Linked DNA regions of Mus musculus: region 1 is linked to region 2. A link is a contact called in public Hi-C data. All regions are on one chromosome and are shown on one strand. Each heading gives the region's core, a stretch centred on a gene start, on an enhancer-like site or on the middle of the called end of the contact. The rest is flanking DNA. Distances are from core to core; before and after follow the strand shown.

Region 1 (4,964 bases), core at 1,372-3,871, 120 kb before region 2:
TTTTAATTTATTTAAAAAGTATTGGTATTTGGGTCAAAAGCAGTATATTATAGTTTCTGGTGTTTGAGCCATGTTGACAGCTTGGAATTAGCCTTTGGTGTCAGGGCCCTTGGATTACATTGTCCTGCCTTCACCACGTTTAGCATCCACTGGCACCCACATCTCAACCACCCTTGCATTTCTGTTCTGGTTTCAAGCTTTTCTCTGTGACACACACACTCATCTCTCCATCTTCTGCACCGTCTGCTTTCTTCATTCTCCAATGTCTGGCTTTTGTCCTGCGGTGGTGCTTGCTGGGCTGTCCCCTACCCACACTCAGGCTGATTCTCCTAGGAACATGAGGATTCATGTGTAAATGAGCAAGAGTGTTTACCTCTCACCTGCAACATTTCTTTTCAAAATGTTGATGTTGGTTTTGCGGTAGAGAAAAGTGAATCAAATTTTAGTGTACACACTGTCATCTCTCCAACATTTTATTCATTAGTCACTGAGTTTGATCTCCCGTCTGCCTCAGGCTGTATCATAGAAATAATTACATCACTCAAAGGGCCAGAGAGTTTGATGTTCTCTGAATCATTTACATATTAAAATTGTATGATATTATATATGTCTTAAATTTTTTATGAGTTAGATAACCTTTTAAATATTTGTATAAAATGAATAGAAGTTTTCTTGATGTCTATTGGTTACTGGATTTTTAAAAAAACGTTGAAAAAGAAATTTGTTGTAGGTATTTGCCAAAGTTCAGTGCTGGTTTGCTGTAAATGGCTATTTTATTACACATCTCTAGATGTATTGGTCTTATCAAAATTTTTGCATTTTAACGTGTCATGTCTAGAGCAGGATGGGAAATTTAAAATCACAAATTCAATGTCTGAAGAAACACTTTGCTGTGGAAATGGAGCTTTCAATTTCCTTATAACTTTATATAAACTTAAAAATTTATGCTATGTTATTCTACATAATCTCCACTAGGAGGCAACAGAGACTATTCAATACAGAAGACAAGCCCCTGCATTAGAAATTTCATTTGCAGATTGGCGTTCAAAGGATTTGGTTTTAGCCCGTATTTTTAGTATATATCCATTATTCTGAGTATAATTCCCTCGACTTCATTAGTTATGGACTTTGATACCATATTAGAATATGTTCTGCCTTAATGCATTCAAATTATAGTTGTTTAATAAGTAGATATTATAAAAAAATCTAAACAAAGCATAAACATTTTTTGATATCTTATTTCAGGTTTAAACTTTGCCTTTTGTTAAGTTAGATTTTATTTAGTTTTAACTTAAGATTCATAGAGTAACCCAAGATGTAATATATGAACTTTATTAAGACTTTCCTGTGGTGCTTTTCTAAAGCCACTTCATTCTGGTTAGAAGTCAGTGACATACATCCTTGCTCCCCAAGTGACAGGGAGCACTTGAAGTCAGGCTCTCTCTGGAACTTTGCCCCTGTGAAGCAACAGCTCTGTGGCCGGTCACAGACACCTTCTCTCTCTTTCTGTTCCTGATGTTCAGTGTTCCTTTTCCTGCTTCTGTCCACAGAGCATCTCCTTGGATCACAGGAGTCTCTTTACTGCACTTCTTCCAAAGCTGCATGCATTCCCCTTCACTCTGTACAAAGCTATTTTTTCCTGTAACTCATGGGCAGTTGATCTTTACCTTTGTAGGTCCCCGCAGCCTTGGATCTCATTTGCTTGCTGAAGTCTTTTCAAGTAGGACTAATTCGAAATATCTGGTCTCTAGTGCTAGAAGTCTTGTTCTTCTGCTGCTGGTCTAAAGTACAATGCCATCAATACTTTTTCTGGTCTCTTCCAAATTTACCTTCTCACGTATGTCATAATACCAGAGGGCCTATGCCAACAGCTTCAACTTATAAATCCAATAAATTGGAGCTGGAGAGGTGGCTCCAATGGCTAAGATCACTGGCTGCTCTTCCAGAGGTCCTGAGTTCAATTCTCAGCAACCGCATGGTGGCTCACAAACATTTGTAAAATGATCTGATGCCATCTTCTGGCCTGCAGGTGTACTTGCAGCTAGAGCACTCATACATAAAATAAATCTTAAAGAAAAAAAATCCAATGAATTGTACCCATTTTCTTTAGGTCCTTTTCTCAGTGCCTCCCACCATCCTTTCCTTGGAATTTAGAGACTTGCTCAATTATCTTTCAGCTTCTCTCTGTCTTCATCACTTCCATTCTTACTCATGGTCCAGCTTCTCTCTATAGCCACCTTCCTGGAGTCTAGTTCCCTCGCTCTCTTCTTTTTGTTTCTATTTCTTCTGCACAGTCTTAAACAGCATTCTGTCCTGTGATAAGAAGCAGTGTCTATATGTCACCTCATCTTGCCCACTCACAATCTGTGGGATCCCATCTAATTGACTGTGCCCCATGCCACATTTATAATTAATCAGTGAATGTTTCTTGGGCTCTTCCTATGGCCACCTACAGTGAGACCGTCTGGCTTTGTCCATTTTTCTTAGCTGCAGAACCTCCTCCACACCAGCTGTTACAGAGACTGGCTCTTTAACAGCATCGTGGCTCCTTTCCACTGGCTTGATTGTTGTGTTCTTTACTAAGAGTTGCTGGGAAACTGGCTCAATCTGTGGCCCAGGGTTACCTGGAACTCACAGTCACCCTGTCTTAGTCTCCCGTGTGCTGGGATGAGAGCCACCACACCCCAGTTAAATTCCTAAATCTTGATTTTAGTCATCAATCTTTTATTTCTAACTTGTTTTCATGTTTTTTTTTAAAGTGGGAATATAAAAGGGATTTTGAAGAAAACAAAGGATTGTATCACTTTGATGCGGAGGCCCCTGAACACCTGCACCATAAAGGAAACGCCACCCTCCAGAGTCAGGTGCGCTTTCTGAGCTCTGCTCATCCCATACCCACTGCTCAGTGCTGTGTTCTTCGAAGAATGGAGCCCAAGAACATTAACGTTTCAGAAAAAAAATATTATCTTGGATCCTTTTTTTTTTAATCTTTTGGGTCAGCTGAAGCCATGTTTCAGCATATAAAAGTTTCATAAAAATAAATTCTTCATATAATTAAAAAGTTTAGATCTAGGAACTAATTAAATGGTGATCGAATCTCATGATGATTTAAAATTTTACCGTGTGCTGACTTGACATTTTTGAGCTACAAAATTAATTTTCTGGGTGTAAGGTTTATTATAATTTCTCCATTTAATTATAAGTGTTATTGGAAAGGGAAAACATCCTCACTAATGCATTTTAAATTGATGTTTCTTCTAACCATGAAACCCTATGTAGTCTGTAAAAGAACTTCATTTTTTTCTCTTCCTAGCACACTGTAAAGTCAATATCTGTTTTTAAATTATCATTTCAAGTTTAAATAGTTGCTAAGGATGCCATTTCTAGCATCTGTTAAAGTAAACATTTACATGACTCTTTTAGATGTATTCTGTGGAGCATAAATTCCATAATGATTTGAACATAAATTAACTCCCTGTATCAGTTTTCTTTTCTGTTGATAAAGCACACCAACAGAAGCAACTCAAGGGACAAAGGGTTCGCTGCGTTCCCAGGTTACAGTCCTTCCCTGTAGGGACGCCTAGATGGTGGTAACGTGAAGCTTCTGGTTACACGGATTCAGCCATAGTGAGGAACACACAGCAATGGATTAATGTGTATATTCTTGTGCTCAACTCATTTTCTCCCTTTTCCCAAAGTCTAGGACAAAAATCTAAGGAATGATGTTACCTATTTTTAGGCCGTCTCTTCATTGAACATAAACAAAATTCTTTCTCAGGGAAGACTAGAGTGTATGGAGTTTGCAGTTGACACCTCAACACCTCCCTCCCCAATGTTTGGAAGTAGGAGTTTTGTCTTTAAATTCTCTCTCTCTCTCTCTCTCTCTCTCTCTCTCTCTCTCTCTCCCCCCATTCCTCCCTCCCTCCCTCCCTCCCTCCCTCCCTCCCTCCCTCCCTCCCTTCCTTCCTTCCTTCCTTCCTTCCTTTCTTCCTTCCTTCTCAAGATAGGGCTGACCTAGGCATTAACTATGTAACTTGACTTACAACTGACCTACTTCTGCCTCCCCAATGTTAGGTTTACAGATATGTAGTATTATGCCTGCCCAAATACTTACTTTTCTTTCAATTTTTCCCACAAAATTTTATTCTAATATAGTATGATATCATGTACGAAGCAAAATCATCTATAATGAAATAATGTCACAAATAGGTATTTCAAAATTTATTTCCTGTCATCACAAAGTTCTAAGTATAAGAAATTTTCTTTTAGGTTGATCTAGTAATCGTTATCATTATACAACTTAAATAATTTCACAAGCAATTATGGAGCCCAAGAATTAATGAAAATGCATTTTTGAATGAAGTGAGTCGTGATCAAAGCTTTTCTAAGAGCTCAGTGAAAATATTGCTAAATGCAACCATTCTGATGTCTTACATACAATTTTAGCTTTTGTTTTTAAGAAATGGAAGACATCAACTTGGGGATAGAGCTCAGCTAAGAACAATGTTTGTTTTTCGAGTGTTGGAGACTAAAGCTCATGCCTAAACCAGGCTAAAACCTGGGAGTAGCTGCATGTACCTGAAACTGTACTATATGCTGGGGGTGATGGAGACAGGAGAGTTCCTGGGGTTTCCTGGCTTGAAGCCTAACTCCACATCCAGATGTCTCTATCTCAAGGAAGTAAGACAGAGAACAATAGAAGGGAAAACTCAGCTTCTTCATCTAGCCTTTGTGGCACATGCACAGCCACACACACCTGCACACACACTTTTGTGCACACACCACACAATACACCACAGACACAATACACATGCATATCTACAGAGAGAAAAGAAAAAATCAAAACTTGAAGCAACAGAAACTATCCTCCCCTTTATAACCAGAAAGGAAATAAAACTAATTTTAAGTGATACAGATAATTCATAATATATTATTAAATACATATGAATAACCCCATATATTTA
Region 2 (5,705 bases), core at 1,367-3,866:
GCACATTTAAATCAAAGCTAACATGATATGTACTAGGAAAACAGCATGTTTTAATCATGCTCAACTTGGGAGAGGAAATGTTTTCAAGTCGAGCATTCTCATTTATCCTCAACACACCCCAGCCCTCCTACCCAGATTCTAATAAGGTGTACATCATCCTCCATATAAATTGTTTGTCTATTTTCAGAAAGGGCTGTTTCTCTTGGGAAGTTATGAATATGGATGGATCCAGCTATTCTTATTAAGGTACTAGAATACTGGTAAGGCTTTGAACATTTTTGCTATAATGAGTCACACTTAAGGTCCATGCTGATACTTAGCTGGAAGGATCAGACGCTGAGCTCAGGGCTCTGTACTCACAGTGAAGTCATGATGTCTGCTTGTACCGCCTTTGTTTCTTCTCCTAGGCATTCTGCAGCTCTCTGCAGAGCTGCAGATCCCCTTCTTTTCTACCTACCGTGCTGTTTGCTACAACTTCCTCCCCTGTTCTTCTAAACCCAGGTCTCCTTGATACCTGTGTTTCACCAATTGCCGTATCCCTCAGTGCTGGGTCAGATTCTTATGTAGCTGGTGAGCTCGGGTTGGGCCTAAGTGTCTGCTTATAACATGCTCAGATGATGCTGATGTTGTGGGTTTATACATGAGCTTCATAGTTACTATTACTGAGGATTCACTGAAAGAATCCCTCTTCTTGTCCTCTGCCCTTCTGGCTAGTTTAGAAGACACGAAGCCCTCACCTCCTTTAAAACAACTATAGTAAGTTAGAACAATAAAAAACCCTTCCTTCTGAAGATTTTGTTTCTCAAGGAAGGAAATGGATATATCTCCCTCCTTTAGACACTTTCAAACTTCCTGTCTCCTCTCATTTAGGAATGAGTGCGGGGGGGTGGGGGGGGGGGAAGAGCGACACTCAAATTTCTTTGATTGTTCCTATGTGCAAATCAGCTTTTTTCTCCGGAAAGAAGGGGTGAGGAGACTTGAAAATACCTAACAAATAACTTCTTTGGTCCACCTCACTTCTTTGATGAAATTCCCGGAATTCAAACTCATAGTACAAGTCTGAACAGTTTGTTTTCAAAGCACAGAAAACACAGGCAGCTCCCATTTCTACATGGGCTTCATCACAATTTTCTTGTTCTACATGTCAAGAGCTGAGAGAGAAGCTTCTAAGAACCTTTTCCAAAGCTGCATTTTCCCCTTGAAATATTCATTTAAGCTGCTCAGTTACCCACTGCACGGTTCATGATAAATTATTCAGATAATTGCTTTAATTCTCTGCTTCATTTTGCTAATGTAGATTTGTCCTTAGCCTCTAGATTTATTGTGGGTTTCATATTTTCAGGGAATGAGAATTACTGAAGAGCTGATTGTTTTGTTGAGGTTTGCTGCTGAGGGATTAGAAATAGCTGTGTGTCCTCATGTCACACAGTTTGAGTCTTTTTTGTGACTCTGATTATTGGATGTAATAGAGATAGCACATCTGGGCATGAAAGGTGAGGGGAAGAAGCTGCTAAAATCACTGATAAGAGTTATTGGATGGAATTTGAAAACATAATCAAATATTACCTCTAATTAGGTTGTAACCTAATTTAATTCAAACAGCAATGATGTTTGAACTCACCTCTCTCCCAACTTACTAAACCCAAAACATAATGCTTTTTTTTCAGTTTAAATTAGTGCTTTAGAAATGTAATGAAGGTTTGGGAAAGTGGCTGTGTTGGTAAAGTGTTTGCTGTGTGAGCCTGGGGACATGAGTTGACCTTAGCACCCATATAAAAAGCTTCATATGATAGTATGTTCTCAGAATCCCAGCATGGGGATGGGATGCAGGGGGTGGTGGTACATTGCTAGCCAGTCATCCTAACTTAATTGGCAAACCCCAAGTACCAATGATAGATAGACTCTATCAAAAACCAAGGTGGAAGGCTCCTGAGGAATGGTTTCTAGTCTCTGTGCACACAAGTCCAAGTGTGCACATGAACCTATATATACATGGGCATCACCTACATTCATATGAGCACACATACATGTAAATACAATAAATGCTCACTAATGCATTCGAACATCATTGCCCAAGATGTGCTGACAGAAGACTGACTTGCCTTTATTGGTTTTAGCTTGTATAGTCTGATGTGACTGTAGCTGGGGGCAACATGAGTGTTGGCTGGAGAGAGAAGTGCCCAGAACCAGTGAAAGAAGTAACTGCATGTGGTTCACGAAAAGGCACTGTGATAAAAGGTGCCCATATCTAAGAATCCCAGTAGCACCATATATTCCTGAGCATGAGAAATGAGAAACATAACTGAACTTCAAGAATATCAGAAAGCAAAACACACAGTAGAGCTTTAGGCTGCACCCTGGAGAAAAAGCCACTCACTTCAGAAATTAATTGTTCAGGGTCTGTGCCTGGGGCTGGATTTCAAGGTTTCTAGTCTGCCTTGAGTTCATTGCAAAATAGTCTTTCAAAACAGGAAATGGTGAGAAGTCAGCTCATCTTGCATTCTTCCTAACTTTTCAAAGATTCTTGTATCTGAAACACATCTCCAGGGTAGCAGTGTGTATGTTGCAGGTTAGGGCTTCTAAACTCTCAACTGTAAAACTGCTAAAGCAGTCACTGTGACTTTAGCTGAGACTCCTAGCAGTGGGGGATATGGATCCTGAAGTGGCCACTTCCTGTAGCTAGGAAGGACTCCTAGTGGCAGAATAAGGACAGCAACCCACCCATAAAACCTTTGACTCAAAATGTGTCCTACCTACAAGATATGCAGGGACCAAGATAGAGCAGAGACTGGAGAAGTGACCAACCAACAACTGGCCCAATTTGAAACCTATTTCATGGGCAAGAACCAATCCATAACACTATTAATGATACTCTGCTATGGTTGTGGACAGGAGCCTAACATAACTGTCTTCTGAGAGTCTCCACCCAACAGCCAGTGAAAAGAGATGCAGAGACTTACTTCCAAACATTGGATGGAGTTTGAGAAGTATTATGGATAGTTGGAAGAAGTATTGAAAGACCCAAAGAGGACAGGGACTCTACAGGAAGACAAACAGAGTCAACTAACCTGGACTCTTGGGGGAATCCCAGAGATTGAACTACCAACCAAGGAGCAACCTCAAGATGGACCAAGGCCCCTTGTACATATGTAGCAGATGAGCATCTTGGTCTTCATGAAATAAATCAACAACTAGAGCAGGAGTTGGCCTTGAACTTGTTGCCTGTCTGCTTCTGGATCCCATGCCCCTAAATGGACAGCCCCATTTGGCCTCAGCAGGAGTGGATGTACCTAGTCCAGCAGCTACTTGAGTGGTTGGGGGGAAGATGACATTCAGAGGGGGCCTTCTCCTCAAAATGGAAGGGAAAGGTGGAATAGAGGGGGAGACCATGTGTGAGGGGATACTTGGAAGAGCAGAGGGGCTGATAAAAATCCACAGGAGTTTAAGAAATTCTATTTCCTTAAAACTAATAACCCATGGAAAGACAGTAGTCTTTCTAGATTGTCATACCACTGTTTGGAAGGTTTCTGAGTTGTTTGTCACTCTATTGCTGAGCCTAACATGGCCTGAAGTTTTTCTTTTACCTTCAGTGACTTCCACCCTTTGATACTGCAACACTCTGTGGTGAAATTAAAGTTTTTCAGGCTCTTTCTGTTGAAGTATAAGGGCAGAGGAGATATTTGGCTTAAATGGTTCTTAATACTGTAAATATTCTCTAGATGCCTGAATGTAGTCTTTTAAACTACAACTTAATTTTAGTGGCACTCCATATACTGTAGGTTGCCAGCGTTTTTTCCTATTTAAGGTTGTTGATGAGCTGCTGGGGAGAATTTGCTTCTCCAAGATTCTCTCTGACTCCTTGCCACTGCAGCTAGTACCTGGGAATCTGAGAGTGATGTTGGACTTTGTGTATGATTCTGCCCATTGGGATGTTTAACTACATTTGAGCATTTGCTTTCATTCCTTTGGTTGCCTCATCTAGAAGAACGGACCCCATTCTTGTCTCCTGCCACTTTCTGCTCTCCTGTCTAACAGCTCTCGCAGCAAAACTTATCATTTCTTTAATCACATCCTAGTGGTTCCATTTCCTTCTGCTGGAAAGCTCTTGCCCTTTGCATTGACCAAGAGAAATCCAAGATGAAGTAAAATTTCACAAAGTTTTTTGAACCAAGCAAATAGTTCCAGGAAGCCACAGCCAAGTCAACTCTGAGTTCTGTACCCATCTCCCCACCTGGTCACATGTATAGCCAGTAAGAGGAAAACAACATGGACAATCTGATTAGCCATGGCCAAACCTTTGCTTATTAACATTGCCATGTTTTGGCAGCTGCCATGTTTTTTGGCTGAAGATTTAAGTAACTGATTACTGATGCTCAGTTGGTGTTTCAAAGCGATACTTTTAGTTTGATAACAATCTGGTTATATAACAAATAACACCCAGCATAGTTTGCCCTGTATGGAAGTTGCTTTGGTGTGCAACTTTTGCACTTAGGTGTGGAGAAAAACTTAGGCCAAACTTGACAGTTTAATATGGAGTGATGAAGCCTGTCTTCTTGAATCTGATTACATCTCCTTTTGTTCCTACTGTTTTACCTTGACTCTGCATTCCTGTCATAGAAAGTGGTTCCCAGGGTCTCCAGCATGCCACACATTCAGGTCTTTAAGGACATTTATCCTTCTGTCAAGAACTTCCTGTCTTTCTTTCGGGACTAATCTCTACAAATCTTTAAGGTCTTCATTTAGATGCTGTCTTCGCCTAGAGGGCCTCCTCATTTTCCCAGGATAAAAACTAGTCTCCTTCACAACAATAGCAAGTAGCAGAGCTCAACTTTAACCTACATGCTTATCAACTTCCTGTCTGTTTCACTGGCATTGTTTTCTTCCTTCCCAAGGGGGTGTATAGACTTGGGTTTTTATCATATAGAACTTGGCATAAGAAGATGAACTAATTTTTGCTCCTTTAAATCTTTTTCTTGTATTGTCTTGTATGTCAGTGGCTCTGCTGGCTTTCATTCACATTGTATTTAACAGTTATATGCTTTCTTCTGCTTGTTCTTGCTGTTAGTAATTTCAGTTTTTAAAAATATCAAGAATGTTAGTATTCACAAAATTCTCTCTTTGACTTGCAAATTACAAAGACAATAACCAATTGCTTGAAAGTGTGGTTACCTGAGCCCTTTGTGATCCAACATTGTTTTATGAATATTCATTTGTCTTATGAATATTAATCTTATAATGTGTTGCATAACTGATAACTCGGGCATATTGTTTGTCTGGTGCCCCTGAATAGGCTGGTGTTTCCCAAGCCAGTCTCTTAAGCAATAGTTATATCAAACAAAAGCGGATGAAAACGCATGTCTGATCAAATATTTTGGGGTAGTATCTGACTATAACTATATATCTGACTATAATGAGATGTGAATATAACTTCCTCTATAGATCTCAAAGATCTATTTATGCGATGGGAAATATTTAACAAAGATTTTAATTATTTGTCTTGTGATGAAACAGCTGGTGAGTGACAAAGTGGGCAGAACACATTCTGTGACTTGTCATCCAGCTCTTTACACAGCTCTGGCCAGCCAAGCCCCAAGTCCTGGCTGCCAAGTTTAAGTTTGTCATGGTAATACAGTGTTGTGAAAATATCTCTTACTAATAGACTTGAAACTTTTCCTGATCTCACAGCCAGGGTTCATAGTACACAA

The links. A called contact is a pair of places that touch in the nucleus more often than the background predicts.
Region 1: a Hi-C map of double positive thymocytes shows a contact between it and region 2, with 5 times the contacts expected there. The contact joins two enhancer-like sites. A contact is called at or near these places in 1 of 39 promoter capture datasets (the C10 cell line), 1 of 15 datasets of contacts at CTCF or cohesin (the G1E-ER4 cell line) and 10 of 484 Hi-C or Micro-C datasets (the C10 cell line, CD4 T cells, the G1E-ER4 cell line and 4 more).

The regions. Positions count from the first base shown.
Region 1 is chr2:17,411,583-17,416,546 of GRCm38.p6, reverse strand. Nebl (nebulette) reads left to right here. Exons shown (of 26, transcript NM_001362722.1): 10 at 2,760-2,864. Among named protein-coding and RNA genes, the nearest start is that of Nebl, 49 kb to the left of the region's middle. Within about 2 kb of position 2,621, at least 10 of the 459 cell types and tissues checked have an H3K27ac peak or open chromatin away from gene starts, as enhancers often do. A contact at or near this core is called in double positive thymocytes, where this site is marked.
Region 2 is chr2:17,287,657-17,293,361 of GRCm38.p6, reverse strand. No RefSeq gene overlaps it. Among named protein-coding and RNA genes, the nearest start is that of Nebl, 170 kb to the left of the region's middle. Within about 2 kb of position 2,616, at least 8 of the 459 cell types and tissues checked have an H3K27ac peak or open chromatin away from gene starts, as enhancers often do. A contact at or near this core is called in double positive thymocytes, where this site is marked.